Linked DNA regions of Gossypium hirsutum: all the other regions are linked to region 3. A link is a contact called in public Hi-C data. All regions are on one chromosome and are shown on one strand. The core of a region is the stretch at or near the end of the contact, and the rest is flanking DNA. Distances in the headings are between cores, read along the strand shown.

Evidence for each region. A called contact is a pair of places that touch in the nucleus more often than the background predicts.
Region 1: a contact with region 3 is called in a Hi-C map of leaf, with 3 times the contacts expected there. The contact joins the promoter of LOC107918137 here to the promoter of LOC107962243 in region 3. A contact is called at or near these places in 4 of 34 Hi-C or Micro-C datasets (hypocotyl and leaf).
Region 2: a contact with region 3 is called in a Hi-C map of leaf, with 2.3 times the contacts expected there. The contact joins the promoter of LOC107918136 here to the promoter of LOC107962243 in region 3. A contact is called at or near these places in 15 of 34 Hi-C or Micro-C datasets (anther, callus, fibers and 4 more).

Annotation. Positions count from the first base shown.
Region 1 is chrA01:41,045,515-41,049,449 of Gossypium_hirsutum_v2.1, forward strand. LOC107918137 (polyubiquitin) reads right to left here and starts at 1,259. Exons shown (of 2, transcript XM_016847668.2): 1 at 1,047-1,259; 2 at 1-382. The coding sequence starts at 1,199.
Region 2 is chrA01:40,908,917-40,913,134 of Gossypium_hirsutum_v2.1, forward strand. LOC107918136 (probable galactinol--sucrose galactosyltransferase 2) reads left to right here and starts at 2,319. Exons shown (of 14, transcript XM_016847667.2): 1 at 2,319-2,549.
Region 3 is chrA01:40,591,632-40,595,423 of Gossypium_hirsutum_v2.1, forward strand. It overlaps LOC107962243 (F-box protein At1g78280), which reads right to left and starts at 1,463. Exons shown (of 16, transcript XM_016898561.2): 1 at 909-1,463; 2 at 685-795; 3 at 508-563; 4 at 235-377; 5 at 1. The coding sequence starts at 1,060.

The sequences.
Region 1 (3,935 bases), core at 9-2,508, 450 kb after region 3:
CTTCAAGCTGCTTTCCAGCAAAGATAAGCCTCTGCTGATCTGGTGGGATCCCTTCCTTGTCTTGGATCTTTGCCTTTACATTATCTATTGTGTCAGAGCTTTCAACCTCCAAGGTAATTGTCTTTCCAGTGAGAGTCTTGACAAAGATTTGCATGCCGCCACGAAGTCGAAGAACCAAGTGAAGGGTGGATTCTTTCTGAATGTTGTAGTCGGCTAGCGTGCGGCCATCCTCAAGTTGTTTGCCAGCAAAGATAAGCCTCTGCTGATCCGGTGGGATCCCTTCCTTATCTTGGATCTTAGCCTTCACATTATCAATGGTGTCTGAACTCTCCACCTCGAGGGTGATGGTCTTGCCAGTGAGGGTTTTAACAAAGATTTGCATCTATTGAATCAAAAGATCAAAAACAAATTAGTATCTCAATTATCAAGAGTTCAGAAAATTAGCAGAAAAACAAAGTCATAAACAATAAGTTAGAATCCAAGGCCGTCATTTATATATCAATTATTATATTTTAGCAAATTTAAAACCTGGAAATAAAATCTGCAAGAATACCATCACAAGAGATGCCCTTTTTAAAATCAAAGAAAACCAAGAAAATCAAAATTCTCAAAACAAATAGAAAGCATAGACAAAAATTTCAAGAGCCTAAACAAATCTACCAATTTAAAATCCCAAGAACACACATCAACAAATTTAAGAATGTCAAATATTTACAACTGAATCTCAATAAACAAAGATGGTCCATTAACAGATCCACTAATAATTTAACTATTTTCAAGGAAGATATTCAACATGATTAACCAAGATCCGATTAGTTAAATTAAAAAAAAAACCCTTATACGTATAAGCAATCAAATTATGAGAAGATCTATCAAAATTAAAGCAAAAAGGACTGAAAACTCATTCAAGATCCACCAACAATTCAAGATAATGAGATAACAAACAAGATACGATTTTAAAAGAAAAAAGCCCATAATAATACATAAAAGCAATAAAATTGTTAATTAAGATTGAAAAATTGAAATATAAAACAACTATGAGTTACCTTGTCAGAGTAATTGGAAAACGATTCGAAGTGTTTGAAGACGGAAGAGTCTGCCGGTGAATAGATTGGGAGATTTACGCCTTTCTTATAGGTGGAATTTGCCGACTTTACGACAATATTGCCAATAGTATAACCAATCAGTTCTTGCCACATTTATTTCTACCGAAAGCCCACGCTGAGTTTGTTTTTCATTCGATAAATATGGAAAATAATAAAGAAAGTAAATAGCAAAAACTTAAATATAGGCAATTATCTGGTTAAAATGTGTTATAGGTCCATTTACTCTTCACATCTTTAGAATTTAGTCCTTATCTTTTTATTTTTAGGAATTTAGTCCCTCTATTTTCCTTATTTCACAATTTTAGTCTAATTATTAACAATGTCAAATTATTTTGTTAACAATAACATTGTAGTGAACCTAAATTTAACAAAGTAATCTTAACAATCTTAATAATTAGACCTAAATTTTGAAAGTAAAAATTAAAATGACTAAATTCCTAGAACTAAAAGTATAGGGATTAAATTTAAAATTTATGAAAAACATAGAAACTTATGACATATTTTAACCGCATTATCTAAAACTCTATGCTATATATAGCTCCCATGTGACTATAGGTTCCTTTGGGTTAATATGAAAATTTGTCACTATATTCCATTTTCAATGATATTTTTCATTTTCCTTATGCACTATAGATAAATTTACCACAATACTTTAATTTTATGTTGAATTTTGTTGTTTTACTTTCATTTGATTGAAATTTGCCATTAAAGTTAATTTTTTATTCAATTTTAATTCAAAATAATTTTAAGACAAAATTTAATATTTTTTATATTTTAATTTAATATTTAAAAATATAAATTAATATAATATAATATTAATATTAAATAAAAGTTAAATTAGTTTTAGCTATAAAAATAAAAAATTAGATTTACCTACAAAAATAAAAAATTTGAAAAAAATTCTTATTAAATTATATTTTCAAATTATCAAAATTAATATTGAGTGATAAAATTTAATTAAAAAAAGTTGGTAGAAAATTTTTATAAAATTCTAAGCTTAATAGTAAATTTCAATCACCTAAGAGTTGAATGGCAAATTTATTCATATTTAAAATTTAAATAAAAGTGATTATTTTATTAAAAACCAACTCGAACTGAAGTATTTGGACGATTTATAGAATACAAGTTTAAAAATTGCGGTTACCTAAAACTGAATTGAATTTTATTTTTATTTAATATATAATTAAATTTATTTTTATGATATAAAAATAAATACTTTATATTTTAAATAGTGAAAATAATTTAAAAGTTCTTCAAAAAAAATTTTTTAGAAGTATTTATGAAAAAGACTCTGAAAATTTATAAATTAATAATTAAAAGCCTTAAAAAGATTATTTTATCAAAATAAGTCTAAAAATCCAAAACAAAAAATTAATATGAAAAAACTGAGAATCAAATCAAGCCGAACCGATTTATGATAGACACTTTAAAAAATCCAAAAAAAAAAAACAGCTGAACTGACATTACCACTAGATAATATGGATATCACATACATATAATAATTATATGTTATAATTTACTATCATAAAAGGGTAACCCAAATTTAAAATGATCTAATATGGTTAAGGTTTATTGAGCTTCAATTATTATTAAAGTATGGGTTAAATATATATAGATACTCTAATAACCAATTTCTAATTGATGATAAACTAATTAGAAATCAAGGTTATTTTGAAAAGAGAGAGTCACTGTAATGGTCTGATTTTTAGTGGTACCGAAAAAGGTGGTTTTAGAACCTTATTTTCGTAAATCGAGTCAATAATTATTAAAAATTAATATTTACGAGGATAAAATAAAAAATATATTAAAATTTGTCTAGTAATTTTGCTGAATTAATAGTTAATTAAAGCTCAGAGACTAAATCATAAAGTGCAATTATTATAGAATTTTAATTGACCAAAGGCTTGAAGACTTAAAGTGCAATTAGTCAAAGGTTCAAAATGAAAACTAAACCATTTTAAAATTAGAGTTAGTGGATGATGATGCCATCTCATTAAATTAAACTAATAATTAGATTAATGTAAGTAAACCATGATTAAACCAAATTAAACGAGATTAATTAAACCATAATCCAACTATATATTAAGTTAGTGAAGAAAAATGTAAAAGCCATTTTTCATCTTCATTTGCTTGTCGAAACTTGAAGAAGAAAACCTAAGGAAACTTCATGTAACACCCGTTACCCGTGCCCTAGACCGGGACAAAGTACGAGGCGTTACCAGACATATACTCGGACACTTTCAGAAAATACGGGTTATAAAATTTTATTTTAATTTAAAACCAAACAAGCAACGTCACAGTGTCCCTATTATGGGCCTACGAGACCCAAAACATGCATTAAGGATAGTCCGAGACTAAACCGAGAACTTAAGAAAATCTTAGGAAAATTTCTAGGTTTAAGCCTCACATGCCCATGTGGAGGCAATGCACACGTCCGTGTCCCTTACCCGTGTGGAATTAATTGAATTTATTTCCCATTTCAAATCTACAAAGGTTTTCACACGGCCGAGAACACACCCGTATCCTTGGGCCGTGTCCCTTACACAGCCTAGACATACCCGTGTGGTCGCCCGTGTCCAAAAACCCGGACATTCTGTTTATGACGTCATCATTCATTTTGAGGCACATGGCTAAGGCACACACCCGTGTGCTAGGTCGTGTCCTCCATACGGTTGAGACACACGGCCATGTCTCTGCCCGTGTGTTTACTACCATGCAAATTGACCCAAAATTTTAAGTGCAAGGGATACACGGCCAGGCAACACACCCATAGGGGCTGACCGTGTGTCACACACGGCCTAGACACATGCTTGTGTGTCTAGCCGTGTG
Region 2 (4,218 bases), core at 1,069-3,568, 320 kb after region 3:
AACTGGAGGCTGGAATCTACCAATAAGAATTTCTTTTCCTTTAACTCTCTTTATTATTTTTATATATTCTCCATCTCAATTTCCGTCATTTATTTAATTTTGCAATTTCAATTTAATTTAAATACTATTTTTATTTTTCCAAATCGAAATTCTTAATTCTATTTTTTTAATTTTTTCAGGAACGCAAGTTTCTTGGCCAAGAAATTGTCTAAGATTTCAAGAAACGAGCATTCGTACAATCCGGTCCCTGAGGATTCGACCTTACTTCCCATTTACTGTTATTTTTATTATTTTACAGGGAATAGGATATTTTTGGTGCTCTCAACGACCGCATCAACAGTCTTCCTTAGTTGTAAATTTTTGGCCTACAAACAACTCCTCACATTCAAGATTTATGGCCAATCGGCAGGCAGGTAATATATCGGGGTACTCCGAAAACTTAAATGTATACGCCACATTAGGATTTACGGTCGACATGTGGGCCCTAGGATCATTGTGCATGACAATGCCTCAACTTGGGTTCCTGGTTGAAGAAGCGTAAATAGTTCTATCATCATTCATGCCTTCACCGTCGATATCATCCGGGACCTCGTCTAAATCGGGATCACTATAATCTTCAGCCTCTTAATCAGAAGGACTATTATTATCACGTCCATCTTCACCATTTGCATCGGTCTCAATTACTGGCGAATGTATTTGTAAACGGAGACCTGGGTTAAGGTTCTCAAACACATATGGAGAATTAATATTGATGTCAAACATGCATATAGTCGTTCGCCTATCAACGGACGTTCTCGGAACCTCCATACACGGATCTTTAAACTTCATGTTCTTCACTTAATGAAGTGAAATCTTCACTTGGCTCTACATCAGCTAACTTAGCAAACAACTGAACCAATTCAGTGTGGCCACTCTGATTCTGGTAATAAAGTGCGACTATTGTCTCTATGTCTTCATTGTCTATAAATCCCATCAGTCTACAAATTCCATCTCGGTGAATTTGATGGGATTTGTCGAAACTGGGACTTTGTAGAATAGTTTCGAGATTCTCTTCCCACAATGTTTAATAATTTTTGAACTGATCCTTTCTTTCATATTATCAATCGACACATTTTTATTAAATCTCATAGCTATTTGTTGGTGAAATTCAAATATAAAACCAAATGTTGTTAAAATTACTCTATCGAAATAAACGCAAATTGATTATCCATCTTCAATATAAATATGTAAAAATATTTAAACATAATTAAATTTCTCAATATTTTTTTCAAAAACAAAACAAGATTCTACTATAAAAAATATAATAACAAAAATTAATCACTGTACAAACCTTACAAATCTTTCTGACTTCTCTTCTTTGTTTTCTCCTCTTCTACAAAAAAAATTTCCTTGTCTTTCTTCTTATTTGTTAGCTGCTACAACCATTCAACCAAACACAAAAAACACTAAAACAATTCAACAAATCAAAACACAAAAATTTTTACAACGCTTCATACAAATTACTATAACCGTTCAACTCAAATATATAAGGGTTTCGTGCCGCTTGACAACCTTCCTCCCCCAACTGGTGCCGGCTGTCACATGCCCTCCAAGCTTGGTGCCGCCAGTTTAGTACCCTTCACCCCTTTTTACCCGTATTTTGTTCAATAGTTTTTTCTGTATACTAATGTTGCCGTAGAACGTCTCTTCACAATTAAAAAATTATTTTTTAAAACATATCATGAGCTAAAGATGAATGTATTATAATTGAGCAGAAAAAAAGGGCGATGCTGCCACCCCTTTCAGTCCACCTCTTAGCATTGTTAATTTCACCCATTTTGGTAAATAATGTCACTGAGATATTATTTTAGTATTTAATTAGTTTTTAGTATTATCAAGGTAACCATTACTAGCATTAAATAAATAAATTATCCTTTGAATGATTGAATTGCTTAGTAAATTGAAAAAAAAATAGAAATAAATTAAAATATTAACAAAAACAAGTAACATACGGATCCACAAATATTCAGATTCATGTTTTAATAGAAATTACAAGCCCCTTTCATTTCCACCGCTGTTTAAATTTACAATTCAGAGATGCCTTCTGTCACTCAGTCACGGATTGCTCAGCAACAGTAAGCAATAAACCCTAACCCAAAATATCTAATATGTTTATTATTATTTTATTCATTAAAAAAAATTGTAGAACAAAAACAAAACGTTTCTAAAAGAATAGCAATAATAGAATATAAAATTCCACGTGGCAGTACACCAATGATCCCGTAATAGAAGTTGCTCGATATTTAACCCCCAGAAATTGTGGCTATAAAAACCCAGCTTCTTCACCCTCATTACTCGCATCCGTTGTCTGAAAGAGGAAAACAAAGCCATTTTTAGTGGTTTCGCTCTCTCTCCCTCTCTCTAGAGAAGAGGCATTCCCTTTGTCGGAGTGCGCTTCTGCTGAGTGTTTCTTTCGTTTTCTTTTGTTTTAAGTTTTGGAGTCAAGAGTGTTTCAAGCTTCTTAGTCCTATTGGCTGCTTAACGACCTAAGCTAGCCCCGCCGGATATAGGTGAGTTCATTTTGGGGTTCTCAGCCGTCAACTGTGAAATTAAATAGTGGTTTATGGTGGATTCTCTTTTTAGAGTAACATTTGTTTCCCTTTTGGATGACTTGTTGTTGGTTCCCTGGTGATGATGAAATGGGACGTGATTTGGATTTGGATTTTGGAGTTTCTATGATCTAAAATCTTTTGGAACTTTTTGTTTGTTAAATTTGAAAGTTTTATGGATTTGTTATTTAAATTGTATTTTACTTTATTTCATTTTTTTTAAGTCCTGTTTTTCCTCTCTGCGATTTGTTTCTGGTTTCGTGGTGATCATGATCATGAAATGAGACGTGCTTTGGAGTTTTTATGATCTGATTTTTTTTTAAATTTCCTGTTTGTTAATTCTGAGATTTTGATCGATTTATAAAGCTTCTGCTTTCCATGACTATGGATTATGGTATGGAGTAGATCTGCGCTTGACGAAGAACGTAATTATAACAATAAAATCTTATTTACGTAAGAGTTAAGATCACGACGATAAATCCCTCGAATTACATGGTTATGAATTATGATTTTGCTCTTACGGTGACAGATAATTTTTTTTAATAAATATCTGTTTAATTGAAAATTCATCGTCGTTTAAAATTTTGCCAACTTTTTATAATCCTCTGTTTAACTAAAAGAAGTTCGTGTTTTCTTTTTCACGTTTTTTCTTCTGCTGTATTAATCGTGAAGGTCTTTTAGATTATTGGACCTGCTTTTCTCGTGTATCCGTCCAAACTTGCTCTAACTCTAAGCATACACTTTTTCTTTTCTTTTCTTTTTTTCTTAGAAAAAAAAAATTTCTGAAAGTGAAAAATTAAGAATTTATTTATTTTTCTAATAAAAAGAGGAGCTTTGTTTATAGTCTGAACAGATCATTGTGGTCCGCCGGCGGCCTTCTCTTTTTCATATTTATTTTTTTCCGTTGATGATCTTCAAGTAAACCATCTGAAAGTTACTTGATTATAAAAGATAGTTCGTATATTCCTTCAAAAAAAAAAAAAACCAAAAAGTAGCTTACAATCCCAATTTAGCGACGAACTGTAGCTTAAATCACGGTAAATAAATAAATTTGAACAGTTGCTCTCTTTTTTCATTCATACCTTGACCATTCCAGATTTTTCTTCATGGACATAATATTTTATCCCAATAAACAAAAAAAAAAAACAGAGCTGGTTTTCTGTCTCGATAAATTAAAAATGCTTTTTAATATTTTACACAATTTTTTCTTTTTCAGAAATTTTTTTTCGTTCTTTATAAGTTTTGGGTGGGTTCAAAATTCCATGATTGTTCAGCGGATAGGTGAGAAAATGTTAAGCACAACATCAGTGAAGCAATTGGGGTGGTTTCTTCCTTCTGGAAAATCTCATGGCACTGGAAATGTTCCTTACAAAAGCCTAAACTTTCCAAGATATTTTAAACCCATTGGTCAAAATTTTAGACTCTACCCCTTACCCATTTTTATTTTGCTATATTCGTCTTCTGCAAATAGGTGGTCTTTAAATTTTTGTTTTTGTTATCTAGTATAATTCTTAATTGTTTTTATCGAAACTCTGTTTCTGAATTTAATGTAAACATCTTTTAACTTTTTGCCTTTTTTTTTTGTTCTTATATATATATATATATATCTGTTCCGTGAGTTGTCATTGAT
Region 3 (3,792 bases), core at 213-2,712:
CCTGGAATGTAATTAGCAAGAACCCCATCCAAAAAGCAGAAATTGTTATCCAGCTGCTTAACTCATAAAATCTGGCATTAAGGAAGAGTGCAACATTTACAGATATAATGCAACAGATTTCTTTTAAATACTCAACAAAGGACAAATATGTAGGGGATACCATAGCAATCATTGACAGAAGCAGTGAGTTCAACACAATTTACTGAAAACAAACATAAAATATATGTAGCATACCGGTTTTTTCCCATCATATTCGCGATCAAACTGTTCCTTTGATAAATCGTTTTGTCTTTCAACATTTCCATCATCGAAAGAAAATCCGTCTAATGTAGTATGGCACCTATATAATCTTTTGTATAAGAAGAAAGAGTGAAATCCTGCAGCCCCCTCCCCCCCCCCCAAAAAAAAAATATAATATATATATGTTAACAATTACTCAAATCAATGCCATCATTTAAATAAAGAAAGGATTTATTTTCATAAAAACAAAAACGTGAGGCTATTTACCATCAAACTGCAATGGTTTTCGGCAATAGTCTATATATTTATTCGGCAAATTCTCTCTGCATTAAAATTATTATAAATAAATAAAAAGCCAGCGATATTAGATACTAAAATACAAAATTGAAGCAAAAAGAAAATAGGAAATTTAAGTTTCAGTTTCAGCTGCAAAGATGAAAATACAAATGCAACGTCGTCTTTTTCCAGGAGCCTTTGTATGGAAGTGGACCGTTGACTTTCTTGAGGCAAAGGCTCATCCAAAGCGGCTCTTCATTGCAGAATATATACATAACACTAAAAATGCAAACTCAAAATAAGAAAATATATTAGACAGAAGAAGATTAAAAAGCGAGAATATGGGAATTGGAAAAATTAAGAATAAAAAGAGAGCAAAGAAAAACAAAAACCTGCTGACACAAGCGAGACGAGCTATTTCAAGAGGAGTGAGGTAATCTAAGATGGCACAAATGAGTTCGTCGGGGAGGAGGTTGAAGTTGCCCAGGGCATCCACGCGGCGGTCTTTGAGATGCAAACTCTGGGATTCATGAGAATTTTCCATTGATGAGTTCAGGTTTTTTTTATTTTGGGGGGGGGGGGTCAGAGGGAATATGGGGATCGATCGAAGCAAACAGATTAAAGGTAATATAGATTTGTTTCGTCGTCTTTTAAACAACTTTGCTTGGAAATAACGCAGAGCGCGTTGCCACGTGTCTACTAAGACTTTCAATGCTATATATTAATTAAAATTTATAACTTCCATTGGAAGAAAAGTCACAAGCAGAGAAAGATGTCTCGCACAAGATAAATAATATGGGTAGTACAACAGAGAGTGCAAGAGGTCGAAAAACCCTAAGATACAAACTAAGGAAATAGGAACAATCTTAAGTTGAATCAGGTTTCCACCATCGAAAATAAAAAAAGAAGGGGGAGACTCAAGCAAATAACATTAGCAGACAATCAGCAGGGCAAATCAATCGGCCAGACGAGATGTATCTAAGTTACAACCATATCCTCTATATGGGCTTAACTCCGAAACATCATTGTATAAAAGTCCAACTTTTAGACACTATCTCATCCATATGTTTAAACTAATGGACCATTCCCATCACATAGGATATGGGCTCAATCAATTAAATTAATACATATTATCATTTTTTTTTATGTCATTGTTACATATAAATTTTTTTCTAGTCAATTACAAACATTTAACTCCATCTCTCCCCTAATCTTCCAATTTCGCTCCATTATCTCTGCAACTGAAACTTCTCGAAGCTCTAAATAATTTCATTTCTCTAATATCAGCTTTAATTTAAACAAAATGTTCTCCAAACAAAGACTGACGATTTCGTTATTCATATATAAAAAATAAACTTGTTTCAACAAGCATGTTTTTAAAATGTAAAATCATTTATATAATATCACTCGCAAAATTTATCTGTAAAATAAAATTTTCACTGTTTTCTTAAACCAAAACAGTCCAAATGATGAAAATAAAGAAAATGTTATTATTTTTGAATTTAGAGTTGAATTGAATTCAACAAAACTATCAAACTTAATTTTTTTTTTGATAAGTGAAGAATTCATTACCAAAAAGAAAAAAAAAACCTGCTACATGAACAACATCACTCAACAAGAAACTATACAACAAAACTATACATTCATGTACTAGATAAGCCCCAATTCAAGCAAAGGTGTTTGTTAATGGTGTACATCTTATTAATCTGTTTACCATTCAGCCGAACTCTCAGCACTTCTTGAATTCTTGCAAGCAAGACCTCCACCAGATTAGAAGGTTTGCCAAAGAGTCTGCCATTCCGCTCAAACCAAATGATATGTATAAATGCAGTCCATGCAAGTTTGAGAATGCAAACTATGAGAGACTTACCTTTCAATTAATTCATAGCCCAATTCAACTCTTGAATCCAAGTCCCAATAGATCTTGTAATGCCGTAGAGAACCAAAATCAATCCCCAAAGCCCTCGGGCGAACTCACGTTCAAAAAAGATGCAGTCTCTTGTTTTCAGTAGCAGAGGAACATTAAAGGCAACTGCTATCAATGTTAAAACCACAAGCAATTAACCAATCTCTTATAGGTAGCCTGTTCAAAATATCCATCTATGCAATAAGTGAGTGTTTAGGCACATGAAGTGGAAACCAGATAAGCCTCTGCCTTTTCCCCTTTCATTTGAGTAGGGAACCGCAAAATAAATTCAGCAGCAAGATCCCTCAGATTAAGGAGCCTCCTCCATGTCCAACTACTAGAGGAATTCAAAGAAACATTCCAAAAAGAATCCCCTTTTGACGCATACATTTGGATCCAAGCAATCCGTAAGGAACCCTCAGAAGCAAGCAAGACTGGAATTAGTTAAGACATGCAAACTTTGTTCCACTCCTCTAAATTTCTGATGCTTAATCCTCTCTCTGACTTGAGTAAGCAGATGGTGCTCACCCTAACCCCTACAGCACTGCTATTGGACCCCTTCTAGAAAAATCTTAGGGACAACTAGGTAGTACTCTAGAGAACAAACTTAGGTAGAAGGTACTATCTGCTCTATAAAGCTTGCACGCTGAAGAGAACATATTTGATCAGTTGAAGTTTACCAGCAAAATTAAGTGTTTGGGAGACCAATAATTAATCAGACCAATAATTAATCCTACAAGTTATCTTCTCAATGAAGGGTTTGCAATCAACATTAGGCACCAAAGGCACACCAAGGTAATGTATGTAAACCCAATTACAGCCACCATGACAAGGAAGATCTCAGTCTTAGCAGCATTGAGTTGAAGGCCAAAAATAGTGTAAAATTCTTACAAAATACACCAGACTCCAACCACTGAATCAGCTAAACCTTTTACAAAGATTAAAAGATCATTTGTAAATGAGAGGTGAGTTAGAATTATCCTATGACACTTTGGATGAATGTCACACTCAGATTGTAAAATCTTATGTAGCAAAAGAGTTTGGCATACTAAATTCAAAGGTTCTCTAATCTGGCGGGTTTTTTTTGCAAATAAGAACAAGTAGCGGGCTGGTTGAGGGAAAGTTGGATTTCAACCATAGTTCCGTTAGTTTTGAACTAAGTATATGTTAGTGAGAGACATGATGATTAAGGTATTTCTAGGTGGCTGTGAATTGGTTTTAGTTAAAGGGGTTGGAGGGACTATATATATCCTTCACCGGGAAGGATTCTTTTATTTTTCTGTTCTTCTTCTTCATTTCTCTAGTTTGCAATAAAAGAGAGAAGATTAAGGAACGTTCGTGCATGGAGAGCAGAGATTGAGGTTTAAGTA